Linked DNA regions of Salmo salar: region 2 is linked to region 1. Evidence: chromatin contacts called from public Hi-C data. All regions are on one chromosome and are shown on one strand. The core of a region is the stretch at or near the end of the contact, and the rest is flanking DNA. Distances in the headings are between cores, read along the strand shown.

The links. A called contact is a pair of places that touch in the nucleus more often than the background predicts.
Region 2: a Hi-C map of muscle shows a contact between it and region 1, with 2.5 times the contacts expected there. The contact joins the enhancer-like site here to the promoter of LOC106584267 in region 1. A contact is called at or near these places in 2 of 3 Hi-C or Micro-C datasets (gill and muscle).

Annotation. Positions count from the first base shown.
Region 1 is chrssa23:22,924,883-22,930,457 of Ssal_v3.1, reverse strand. LOC106584267 (histone H2A deubiquitinase MYSM1) reads left to right here and starts at 2,523. Exons shown (of 16, transcript XM_014169316.2): 1 at 2,523-2,623. The coding sequence starts at 2,565. tmed5 (transmembrane p24 trafficking protein 5) reads left to right here. Exons shown (of 4, transcript XM_014169324.2): 4 at 51-2,325. The coding sequence ends at 269.
Region 2 is chrssa23:22,980,599-22,986,859 of Ssal_v3.1, reverse strand. The region is part of intron 1 of LOC106584226 (SUN domain-containing ossification factor); the gene reads right to left. Among protein-coding and RNA genes, the nearest start is that of pigc, 42 kb to the left of the region's middle. Within about 2 kb of position 1,874, at least 2 of the 13 cell types and tissues checked have an H3K27ac peak or open chromatin away from gene starts, as enhancers often do. A contact at or near this core is called in gill and muscle, where this site is marked.

The DNA.
Region 1 (5,575 bases), core at 1,274-3,773:
ATCAGAATAACCCAAACCACTACCAACCTCTTTGTCCCTCTGCTCTCCAGGACACCATCAACAGTGTTAAAGCCCGGCTGGGGAAGAGCCTTCAGATACAGACGCTGCTCAGAGCCTTCGAAGCCCGCGACCGCAACATACAAGAGTCCAACTACAACCGGGTCAACATGTGGTCCATGACCAACATGCTGGTGATGGTGCTGGTGACGGGGGTGCAGGTCTACCTCATCCGCTCGCTGTTCGACGACAAGAGACACACGCGCACGTAACAACCCGCCCACTGGGAGGGGTCAGGGAGGGACGGGCAGCTCTGTCTGGATCAGCCAGCCAATAGGGGAGTGGGGACTGGTGGTGAAGATGTGACCGTAACTCATAGGTACAACATGCACTCACATACATCACACAACCTTAGACACATACCTACCCGTCCAGTCTCATCTGCTCTGTCTATCTAAAACTCCGTGGAGGGTGAGACACCAGCCAGACCTTCAGAGTCATTGGCTTTTAAAAGCGAGCATAACGAACAAGTGTTTACCATTAATATGGTAATGTCACCTCTCAACTTTGTCTTCCAGACACTGAGGTGAGACTGTCCTGTCCGTGTCACATCTTTCAGTCTTCCAGTATATGATCTGTTAGTCATGTTGCCAAGCCTTTTACTGGAGTAGGTTATTGATATACCTTTAGAGATTCTGATTTAGCAGTCTGTGCCATACTACCAAAACTTTGCCTTCCAAACCGTGGCTGAAGTGGACAGCATGTGCACGCACACACACCCCTTTCACTCTCTTTCAGATACACTCACAATCTCTTACCCACACACTCACACATTTCTTCATAGAAACATCTGCTGCCTGCCAGTGCCAGCCCTCCTTTCTCTGGCTGGCCTTTCGGCTGCTTGGTGAGTAGAGGAGAGTAGAGGAGAGTAGAGTAGGGGAAAGGGAATAGTTTCTTCCGTAACCCTCCCACTCCCTCCTCCACCTGACATCCTCCTATAACTCATGTCCTGATGGTCTAATGTCAGACTTAGTGCCAACAGGCGAGTCTGGTTTCAGTCATACAGGCTGATGAGATGAGAATGACCGCATTCTATTTCTAACAACCACACCCTGCACCTCATTGGGGCAGAGAAGGTTACAGGAGAAGGGTTGCTTGGGACTGAATGCAGTTGGGAGATCTACTAATTGACTTATTTGGCTTTATTTTGTAGGTTGTCCAATAGTGTATATGACAGAGCTACAAACTTACACACTTGTGGTTGATACACTGATATGTGCCAAGATTTTGGAGCAGCCAAACAAGTTGTCTGATTGCTCTGTAAACGCTCCCTATATTACAGAAATGTTCCTATAAATACTCACTGTGCTGCTGTGTTGAGTGACACCCCATCTAGTGGCTGGACAGTGAACTGCTCACATGACTATCTCACCTTTAGGACTGGCTTTTCCATTTTTTAAATTTATTTAACCTTTTATTTATCTAGGCAAGTCAGTTAAGAACATTCTTATTTACCATGATGGCCTACTTCGGCCAAATCCAGACGATGCTGGGCCAATTTTGCACCACCCTATGGGACTCCCAATCATGTTCGGATGTGATACAGCCTGGATTCAAACCAGGTACTATAGTGAAGTCTCTTACACTGAGATGCAGTGCCTTAGACCGCTGCGCCACTCGGGAGCCCGGCTTTCAACCTATCCCTGCTTTGAAATATGAAATGTTACAGTGATGCAGTATCCACTCTCTTTTACAATGAAAGAATAACAACATAAAATAAGTGATGTTTGAGGGGTCTTGCACTGTGCTATTATGAGCCCCCTCTCAGTTACAGCTACTCAAACCATTGGGCGAGTTAGTTTTGAATAGCATGGTGCCCTGGATGGACAGAGTTTATGTATTTTAGACCATTTCATTAGTCCTTAAGTATAATCTCCACCTACACCGGGCCATGCCAAAATAACTCGCCCATTGTAATGGGTTGTATTGCCACTGCCTCTCTCTACCCACCATTTTGTGTCATTTGTATTTTAGCTGATGCTCAAACAAGCATCACATTGGGTGATTTTAAAAAGTAAAATTAAGAATGTTTTTCATCCACAGAATTTCACTGTTTCTGTTCCAATGTTTTTGTTCCTTTCTAAACAAGACAATATTATCTTTTGAAGAACAGACTCAACTCTTACCCTAGAGATAAGTTGTTTAGGATAAGGTGTTTTATTTTACTCATCTGATGGAACAAGGAGAGGAGAAAATATTCTGGGATATTTATCAGAATAATGTTCTGTAGATGTAAATGTGTAAATTAAACAATCCTGCTTTTCTGAACATGTCACGTTGTTTCCTTTGACTTCAAATGGGTGGTAGGTTGATGAGAAACTTTAGACAGATCCAGCACTTGTCATACAATATTTAATTTATCAGTGGTACTGAAGAGATGACGAAAGCAAAACATTGTTTAAAAGTGACTACATCACACTCACCACTTGGTGTCGCTGTCGAGGAATCATGTCGGTATTGTGAATGAGTTCGCTCTTGCCCCCTTGTTTGAAATTTGGCTAGCCAACATGGCGGACGAGCTGGATGTCGTTGATATCGAAGGAGACGAATATGATCCTGATTTAGGGTAAGAGCGTTTTTCTCTGATGGGCTAAAATTAATATACAGTTTAGATATTTGGGCGATTGAATGAATCAGAGCCATTTAAATAACCCATTTGAAACTCAATAGCAATGGCTAGCACGGTAGACTAGTTAGACGTAGCTAGCTAACGTTAGCTAGCTGATTTCGACAACAGGGTTGTTCAGCTTTTTCAGACGGTTATTCGAGCTATACTGAATAAAAATAAACGCAATGTAGGTCCCATGTATTTTGAGATAAAATAAAATATATTATGTTCCATACGCACAACCCATGCTTACCCCATTCACAGCAACAAAAAACATGTTTTCAAATACAATTGTCTGCTTGTATTAGTCAATTACATAACTACATTTTAAGAAAAGTACATGTCTAAAAGATTACTTTTCAACATTGCCTGCTCCTGAGAGTTCTCACTTCTTACAAAAAAAAACGTAATATCAAAGATTTTTAAAACTAACCCAAGATTGAAGGAGCTAGTGAGATCCTATTGGCGCGTTCTAGTATTGATTTGCATATTTCCATTAGGGAACGCCTACTCTGAAGTGCGCTTGTGTAATAACTCAATAAGCAGCCCGTGAACTCCTAAACAATGCAGTTTTTAAAACTTTGATAAAGGGTAAATTCTAGAAAACGTAGTTAACTCTGTCAGTTACATATTCTAGTTTTCGGAAACAGAAAACCATATGGAGATCAAATGTTTAACCGATTACAAAAGTTGCCAAATCCCTCTAGCTCGATCTTCTCCCACTGTCGGACACTGGGCTTCCTCTAATCCCCATATTTGGTAGTAAGTGGAAACGCCAATTTGAAGTTTCACATTTACATCCAGTGAAATAAGTATCATTGTTCTGTCTGTGGTAATATTGTAGGGCTTCCCTCGTGCCCCTTTTCATGACAGTGTTAGTAGCCCCGTGAGTGCTAGGTAGATACCGACCAACAACACAAACAGACTGAATAGCTACAAGTAGTAGTGGCGTTATACTAAACAAATTAAAGGGGAACTGCACCTGCTGATTTGGCCTCATTTTTGGGCTTGCTCCTCAACAAATGCTGGCGGCCATGACAGAATCCAAATGTGAGTTGGTTCTTTCAGAACCCTGCCCTTTCCGCCACTCAATCACAACAAACTAACCTCCTGCAGGTTGAGTTCAATAACTACAGGCAGCTAGATGTATGGTTAGTTGAGTAACACTCAACTCCTGGTCGCAGGATTTGCTAGTAACAACATTGTCACCATCAGTCCATTCTTGTAAAAATGGTCAATTCTGAGAACGCTTTGTCTTGTACAACTGCGGTTCTTCCGCGGGGTGCTGAAATGCATTATTTTAATAAAAACTTATCGAATACAACCACCATTTGGGTTGCTCAACTCAGCGTGAATGTGCATGTGCCAATTGAATCATTTGTGCCTCGTGTTGCTCGTACTTAAACTGAGATTCAGTTGGCACATGAAGTGAAATGGAATCGTGAGCACAGTGATCTGGCTGGTTCCACCAGGCTAGGTATGCCCTGGACATTATCTGTCTAAGAAGTACAAAATAAGCAACAAATAATGTCAGTTTACATCAATTATGTTTACAATTGTGTTATCAAAAGTATCAAAGTAATGAAGTGGGTTACCTTCTGTATTTGTACAAATGATGATCCTGTGAAAGCTGTTGCCGCTGACAGGTGAACATTGCTGGCCAGATACTTGCCAACTTGTGGATGACTGTTCAAGTCATAGGAATGCTCACAGTGAGCGCATGTCTGCATGATGCTGATGAGGGCTCCCTTGCTGTTTTTCTAAAATGGTGTTGGCTAAGAGGGCCTGTGACAGGTTGATATAATAGACAGCCAAGTGGTACATTTAATTTGGTTCTAAAGAAAGGACAGTACTTTTTGCTAATGCCCTTCACAACCCAAATGACTGTACTAGTTGAATCTGCTTGTCTGGGGAATTGACCTACTTTTCACATAACACACATTACCTGTCGTTGCCCAAGCCAGAGGCCTCATGATGGAGTGTCCTTTTCATAGGAGTCGAGAGAGACTGGCAACAACATGTACTTGTTCACGCATGACACTTCTGAGGTCTTTCCTGACAAGCTGTGAAAATAGCAAGTGAACAGTGAATTAAATCATTTTTGGAGGTCGCTAAACTATTGCAATCACATTGCTGGACATGTTTTGATACCCACCTTCGCTCCTTTTGGTAGATCCCAGCAATCCATTCATGACCAGGGGATCAATCCGGCACCCAACTGTGCACTTTGTCTAACAGGAAGAACTGGGTCAACGATTGTCATCATCCTTAAATTAAAAACATAGCTCGAGAAATAATGTAATCTCGTTTGGAAGATAATTCTATGCTTCACAGATCTAGACTGACTGGCGCCAGATTGGATTAGATTCAGGCCGGTGACGCCGTTACACTATGCAACCAACTGTGACATGTTTTGCTATGGCCCTGGGTTGGTTTGAGTTTGTTGCTGCTAGTTAGTACACTGTTGTAGTCACACATGAATGAACTAGTACCACCATAGCTGCATCAAACATGTATTTGTGCACCTCAGTGGATAACCTGATTGTTTAGTCTAAATTACACTAATTTAGTGGCATGGAAATATGATGACATTGATAAAGGAGGCAAATAATTACTTGGAAACAACTTTGCCGTATTATGATGTCAAATTTACTTTAGTGAGATGTCAGTGTTGCCATTAACTTTACTGTTACTAGCAAAGTTCATAAAAAAAAATGCTAGTACTGCTAACATTAGCTATCTTAAATACAGTTGTCCCTGCCATCTTTGTTAGCTGGCTAAAGTTATACTGCATCTAAAGTCAATTTAGCCACATCACAATCATGACAAAAATGTAACTAATTATTTGCCTTTTGAAATGTTTCCTAGCCAAATCCGAGTTGTATTGAGGTAGGCTTACATTAGCTAGCT
Region 2 (6,261 bases), core at 625-3,124, 57 kb before region 1:
AGCCAGGTTCATCATGTTGTTACTACGCATCAGTGGACTGGACCGTCACGGGGCATCTTATCTGAGGGGTAAAGGCTGAGGTGATGTGGCGGGAGAGCAGGGAGGGTCCCCAGCGGTTTGTGTGTGTAGGGACCAATGGACATGGGGCTGCCTGAATATGTTCCCTTTTTAAAAAGTCAGCATTTAACATTTGAATGTTTGTTACATGAACACTCTCTCCCGGCCTGTTTGAAGACCCGTATGCATTTAAACAACTGGACGCTGCAATTTTCACCTCCAACCCCTGTCTCTGAAACCTGAGAGCTTCTGCTTGACCACTCAAACATCAATGTCAGGTCAGAGCTGGACACACACACACGTTAACACCCTGTCAACTGACAAGTCTATAGGGGATCACTCGAACACACACAGTATATAATATCAGTATGTAGAACATAGGTCTGTAACTTCACTCTATTTATCCTGATCTAGCCTGATGAACACATCCATGCTACATCCTCCTTGGATACAGAACACACGATGCAGCCATCTCATCCTCCAAAGCCTCCAGTCCTGCTGGGATTGCGATGAGGGCCTATTCATATAGCAGCAACATCGTGTACCTGCATACACCCAGCCCTCCCCAGACCTATCATCCATAGGTAGAGAGATGCGATGTGGCAGTGTGGGTAATGTGAGAGGCAGCCTATACCGATCCAGACCATAATATGAACCCCGCGGTGGATATAGCCACGGCTTTGAACTGTGTGTACATTCAAATGTCACATACACGAGAGAGAAAGGTAGATGTGCGACCAGGGTGTGGGGGTATACTGTAAGTAGGCAAAACAAAATGTCTTTTCACGATTTCAGTTATATCATGAACAATCGATAAATCGTTTTTCGTCTCTCAAAATGTACCAAATCAAAAGATGTCTATATCATGTGTGTGAGATCATAGGGTCTTACAGGAGGCATGTATAGGTCTAGAAAGGGCCTGTAACGGACACCTTCATCATGATTTTCGAGAAAATGGTTTGTGATACAAAATGTAAAAAGAATTTTAAAAACATTCTTCCTCGCAATTAAGTTTCGATGTGAGAATTGCTAGAAAATTCAGATACCAAAACTATTTTCCGCTGCCGCTGCCGTGGAATCGCCCAAGAGGATCTGAGAAGTATGAGTAATAAATGGCACAAATCCCACCTTGCCAATCGGGGGTTGATTTGGAATTGGGCTTTTACCACTTTATTCAAAGCCAACGACAAGTAGAGTGAAATACCACACGAGGTAACATCACCATGAGGGGGCTAGTAGTGGGTAGAAGGTCACCTTACAAACCCATTGAACTGCAGGCTCTGCCATATACCCTGCCGTAGCCTTTAGCCAGCGAATAGACTTCTACAACTAGCTACATAGGCCTATAGTTCAGGGGACGCCTCGTGACTAAACAGACTTCTGCCACGGTAAACATAGAGGTGAAGGCAGGAGTGTTTGTCACAACATGTCTGAGGAGCTCCTGGACAGGAACCACAGAGATGATTGACAGTGCTGTTTACCACTGGGTTTCTGTGTAGGGGTGTGAATGATACAGTGTTGAAAACAGTTTGAAAGGGAGGCTGACTGACCACTGAGGAGGCCAGGTGTGCATAAGAACGGAGATTACCAGCTTCTAGTCTGGTTGTGGGGACACCTGCCTACCTGTCAGCACTGCACCCCCCCATTACATCAAAACTCCTCATCGCACAGACGCATGGTAGAACTAGAAGTAAAGTTACTATATTTTGCATGCTACAGTAGTGAGAAACACTTCTGTGAATACAAAGTAGGAAGTTATGACCCAGTTAGAAACTGCCCTCCCTGTCCCCTTCTGTAACGCTGCTTGTAAAGAGAGCCGAGTGTTGACACATGAAAAAAGAGCCGAGTGTTGGCACACATTCCTACTCTTAGAGAAAGAAAAGGAAGTAACCTTTGCTTGAAGGAGCAGCTTTGGGGAGGAATGTATGTGACCTAGTTCTGTTAGTTATATAAGGAGTGGAGGGGGGGGGGGGAGCACAGGCAGGGAAAGAGTTGCAGGGGAAAGTTGCCCCTTAGACGCTGATCTAGGGTCAGTTTCGCATTTTCCCCCACTAATGGTTACGTTTAGGATTGGGGAGGGAAACATGATCCTATATCTGGTGGAATCTACACCCCTGAGCAGGGAAAGTGAGATGGGAGAGGAATGGGGGATAAGAGACAGAGAGGGGGAGCGAGAGGAGAAAAGGGATTTGTGTTCCTGTAGTCCGTCAATGTCGGTAAAGAGCCTCAGGCATTACACTGACTCAGCGCTTCTTCTAGCCTACTTCCGCCATCTCTTTTCTTCCCCCCTCTCCATCCCTCTGTTTTCTACTCTTCACAACAGGCAGATCTAAAACTTACCACATCTCATACAGACAGAGAGCTGATGGTGGAGAGAACACACACAGCAGGGTCTGAAACGACTGCAGAACTGATCTGAGACTACAGGACAGGTAATATGGTGAATGACCAGATCCCACTAGGAACCGGTGCAGTTCTTCCAGTTCAGGGCAGGGGAAGGAGAGGAGCCGGAACAGGAAGCTACTTTAGACTATTGAGATGCAATAAGAGTTTATTTGGGATTAGTGTCACATTGGGACAAAAGACAGACACATCGTTCAGAGGGTTTGGCATCATGGTTGAGTAGACTGACTCACTGCAGATAATCTGATCAGCTCGCCTCCATGCACGGAGCACGTCTGGCTAACACGTTCTCTCTCTCCCTCTGTCAGTCTCCCTCTCTTTCCGTCTGCCTAATACACACACAAAAACAGCAGTGAAGGCTATGGTTATGGCCAGCCAAATCCCCTGACATTTCCTGTTAGGTTTAGAGCCACACAAAAGGGCCAAAGGGAGAGACAGTACTACAGGACCTAGCCAACAGACTGCGCTGAAAACACAGCGACACCAAAGCCTGTGTCCACCATAACAATAGAGATAGGATGTGGAGAGGGGCTGAAGGGAGGCTAAATCGTCCTGCGTTAAGATAACAATCCATGCTTTATTTGACCTGTCCTTACCCGGACTTTCCCACCCAACACCAGCACCACATTTCTCTGACCCTGTCCAGTTAGCTCTGTTCCAGTCACGGACGGTGGTTGTCTGGACTCACCGTTTCCTTTATGAATAGTGACTAGACCTTTATTCCCAGTTCTGACTTGAATGATAAAGCTGCCAGCATGTCTGATCAAGGTATACGACCACTGCACTGACTTTCCTCCCTCTTTTGGTCTGTCTACACACACACAATCTCACTGCATGACAACGCTCACATAAGCACAGGTGTCCAAACCCAAAAGACAGATCCTTGGTAGCCAGTAACTAACCCTGTCATCACGGCAGGTGCTGCTGACGCTGATGCAAGGCAGTCCCAGTAGCCTGCTGTAGCTCGCTGCAGGTCCTGAGGGGCTGAACTAGCTGCACACTAAACACCTTCATCTGATAGCTCTTAATTAACAGTGTTAAAATGACCCACAGCTAACTATAGCATGAAACATGTCAGGACTGTACCTTTCTACTCACAGCTAACCTACTACTGATTCAACCACCCCTATTCTCATCTTATAGGGTCAGCAGAGAAAGAGAGAGTGAGCGAGAGAGAGAGAGAACAGGGACTCACCAGTTAGCAGGTAGATGGAGAAGGTGGAGAAGGTGGAGAGAAGCCAATATAACAGGGAAAATAGATAATCCATTAGCAGGCAGTGAGGCAGTTAGCAGAAAACAGTGTTGCTGTTATTTCAGGTTGTGGATGAAGTACATCATGGAGACTGAGGGTCGCTGGGTGGATGGTAACACTTTGTGGCCTGTAATGGGTTGGGTTATGATGCTGCTATAGGAGTTTTAAATGGGTTTTAAATGGATAATTGGTTTTAGCTAACAGAAGAACCAGAACAGCAGCAGAACCATTCAGCCTCCAGAGCACTTGACGTCCAGGGCTCTAAAGCACATCCATTCTGATCGCATATGCTCCCAAATGGTTTTTCTTCATGTTGCGGATTGGGAAGGTCGCATTTTTCATTGATAAACCATGTCGCGGGCTGCTCTAAAACTATTCACTGGCCATAAACCACTAGTTTAACACCTTGTTCAGTCATGTTGGTTACCTCGCTAGCCAACAACCTGGTCAATTTAACAGTAGGCTACATCCAAACATTTGGGGGCACAGAATGAGAGGAAAAGGGACAGTTTCTTCAGGAGATCGATGATCATAGCAATGAATGAATGGCAGATCTCCTGCATGTCATCATCTCAAACGTGACTTTCTTAAAAAGAGATAGTGTACAATGTTCTATGTAATGCATCTCAATCAGGCCCCCAGTGTCGGGTCTGGAGCATGAAGTCCCAAGCTCTGCTCGGCTACTACGTAGCAACCTAGCTGTGTCAAAAACCCTGGTCTGCCCTAGAAAGCATTGCATTCCGATTGTCAGAACGGCCCATTTTTATTTATTTTTTACGCCGTTTTGGATTAAACATTTTGCCATGATCAACTTCCATCCCCACTGTGAATTTTTAAAGTTCCCTACAAATGGAGATATTTAATTCAACTGTGATCCATTCTGACTGCTACGTTTGTCGTCACACAGGACCACGTGCTGATACAGACCAATCACGGGCCGGCAGGCTATCAGGAGGTTCCCGGTTGACTTCCTCAGGCAGGATGAACATCCCTACATCAACCATGAGCCGTCGCTAGTTACAGCCACTTTCACCATGATCCTTAGCAATATTTTGGCGCGCTTCAAATTCTTCCGGCCTCCTGCACCATTGTGAGTTTTCCATAGGAATGTGTGGATGACGTCAGCTCTATCACTACCTACTGGTTTTAATGTCTATGATATCAATAGGGAAATAGTGCTTTTACATAATGTAGAAACTTAATTTTCCAGAAATGACTCATTATATTTGAATGACAGTCATTTGTATCAACATTTTAGCTTTTTAATAATAAATAAATGTATTTATAGGGTTACACACTTGTTTCTAGGGCACATGTGCTTCAGAAGTATCTATAATTAATTTAGGCTACATCTCAAACGATAAAAATATAAACATCTCTGGTGCTCATAAATGTAACATTGTGCAAACTTTCTAGAGTTGAGCACACCAGTGCTACAAATCATTTTTGTACATTTAGACATCTAGTTCTGCCATTGTTAGCTAACATTTATCTGAATACCATATTAGAGAAAGACGGTTACTAAAATTCAGCATTCATACTGAATAGCATAGTTGTTAGCCCGAGGTCTGAAGGCTGATGCCATTTGGAATGGTTCTGTTAATAGAACAATGTGTGTGTGGCCCTGAGGTCGGAGAGGAGTCTTGTGATGCCGGCAGTTGGATCTCAGATTAGAGACGGTGGACTCTCTGGGTTCAGTGGGTTGTACGAGGTAGGCAGGGAGGGCGTGGTGCTGAGGGGAGCATCAAAGTAGAGACATTAGAGAGCACCACTAAAATGTATGTTGGTGGCATTTCTATTAACAAACCATCTTTTCCCACTTTCTCCCTCATTGGACACCAAACTTAGACGACTAAGGATCCTCCTCCAACGCTGCCAAGTCTCCAGTGCCTAGAGACACCGAATGCATGGACACTAGACTGAGACGTTCAAAACCAAACTCTAATACTCCATATAGCACATCTAAACCAGCAACAGTCAAAGACAAACAGGAGAGAGAATTAGTGGTGGAAACAGAAAGGATAAAGTTTTAGTAATCGAGAGGTAGACAGAAAGCTACACAGAGGTAAAGAGAGAAGTAGAGAGAGAGGTAGAGAGACACGTGCAGGCCACAGTGAGTGCAGGCCAGGCAGTATGCCAGCAGGGCTGTTAAAGTAGGGCAGAGCCACGGCCAAGCAGACAAAAAGATTCCGTCTGCGCACAAGGGGGCAGAGCTCTTAACAGACCAAGCACTGTGTGTGTGTTGTTGTTGGGTACGTATACTGTATGGTTCTGTATGTGTGTTTTTACCAGAGTGATTGGATATAAATAACACAGGATAGCAGTTGCAAAGCCTGCTGATCCCGCATAATCTCCTTCACTGGAGCATCACTTGGAGCATAGCTGGAGGAGGGCATCACCACAATATGGGACATCGTGGATGTTCACCGTTTTGGCTGGAAATACAGACACTGCTAGGTTCTGCAACAGCTAGCGGTTCTGAAACATCATCAATGAGCTGTAGTGGCAGAAATGAGTACTGCACATTGCAAGCGACATGCTCTACCAAC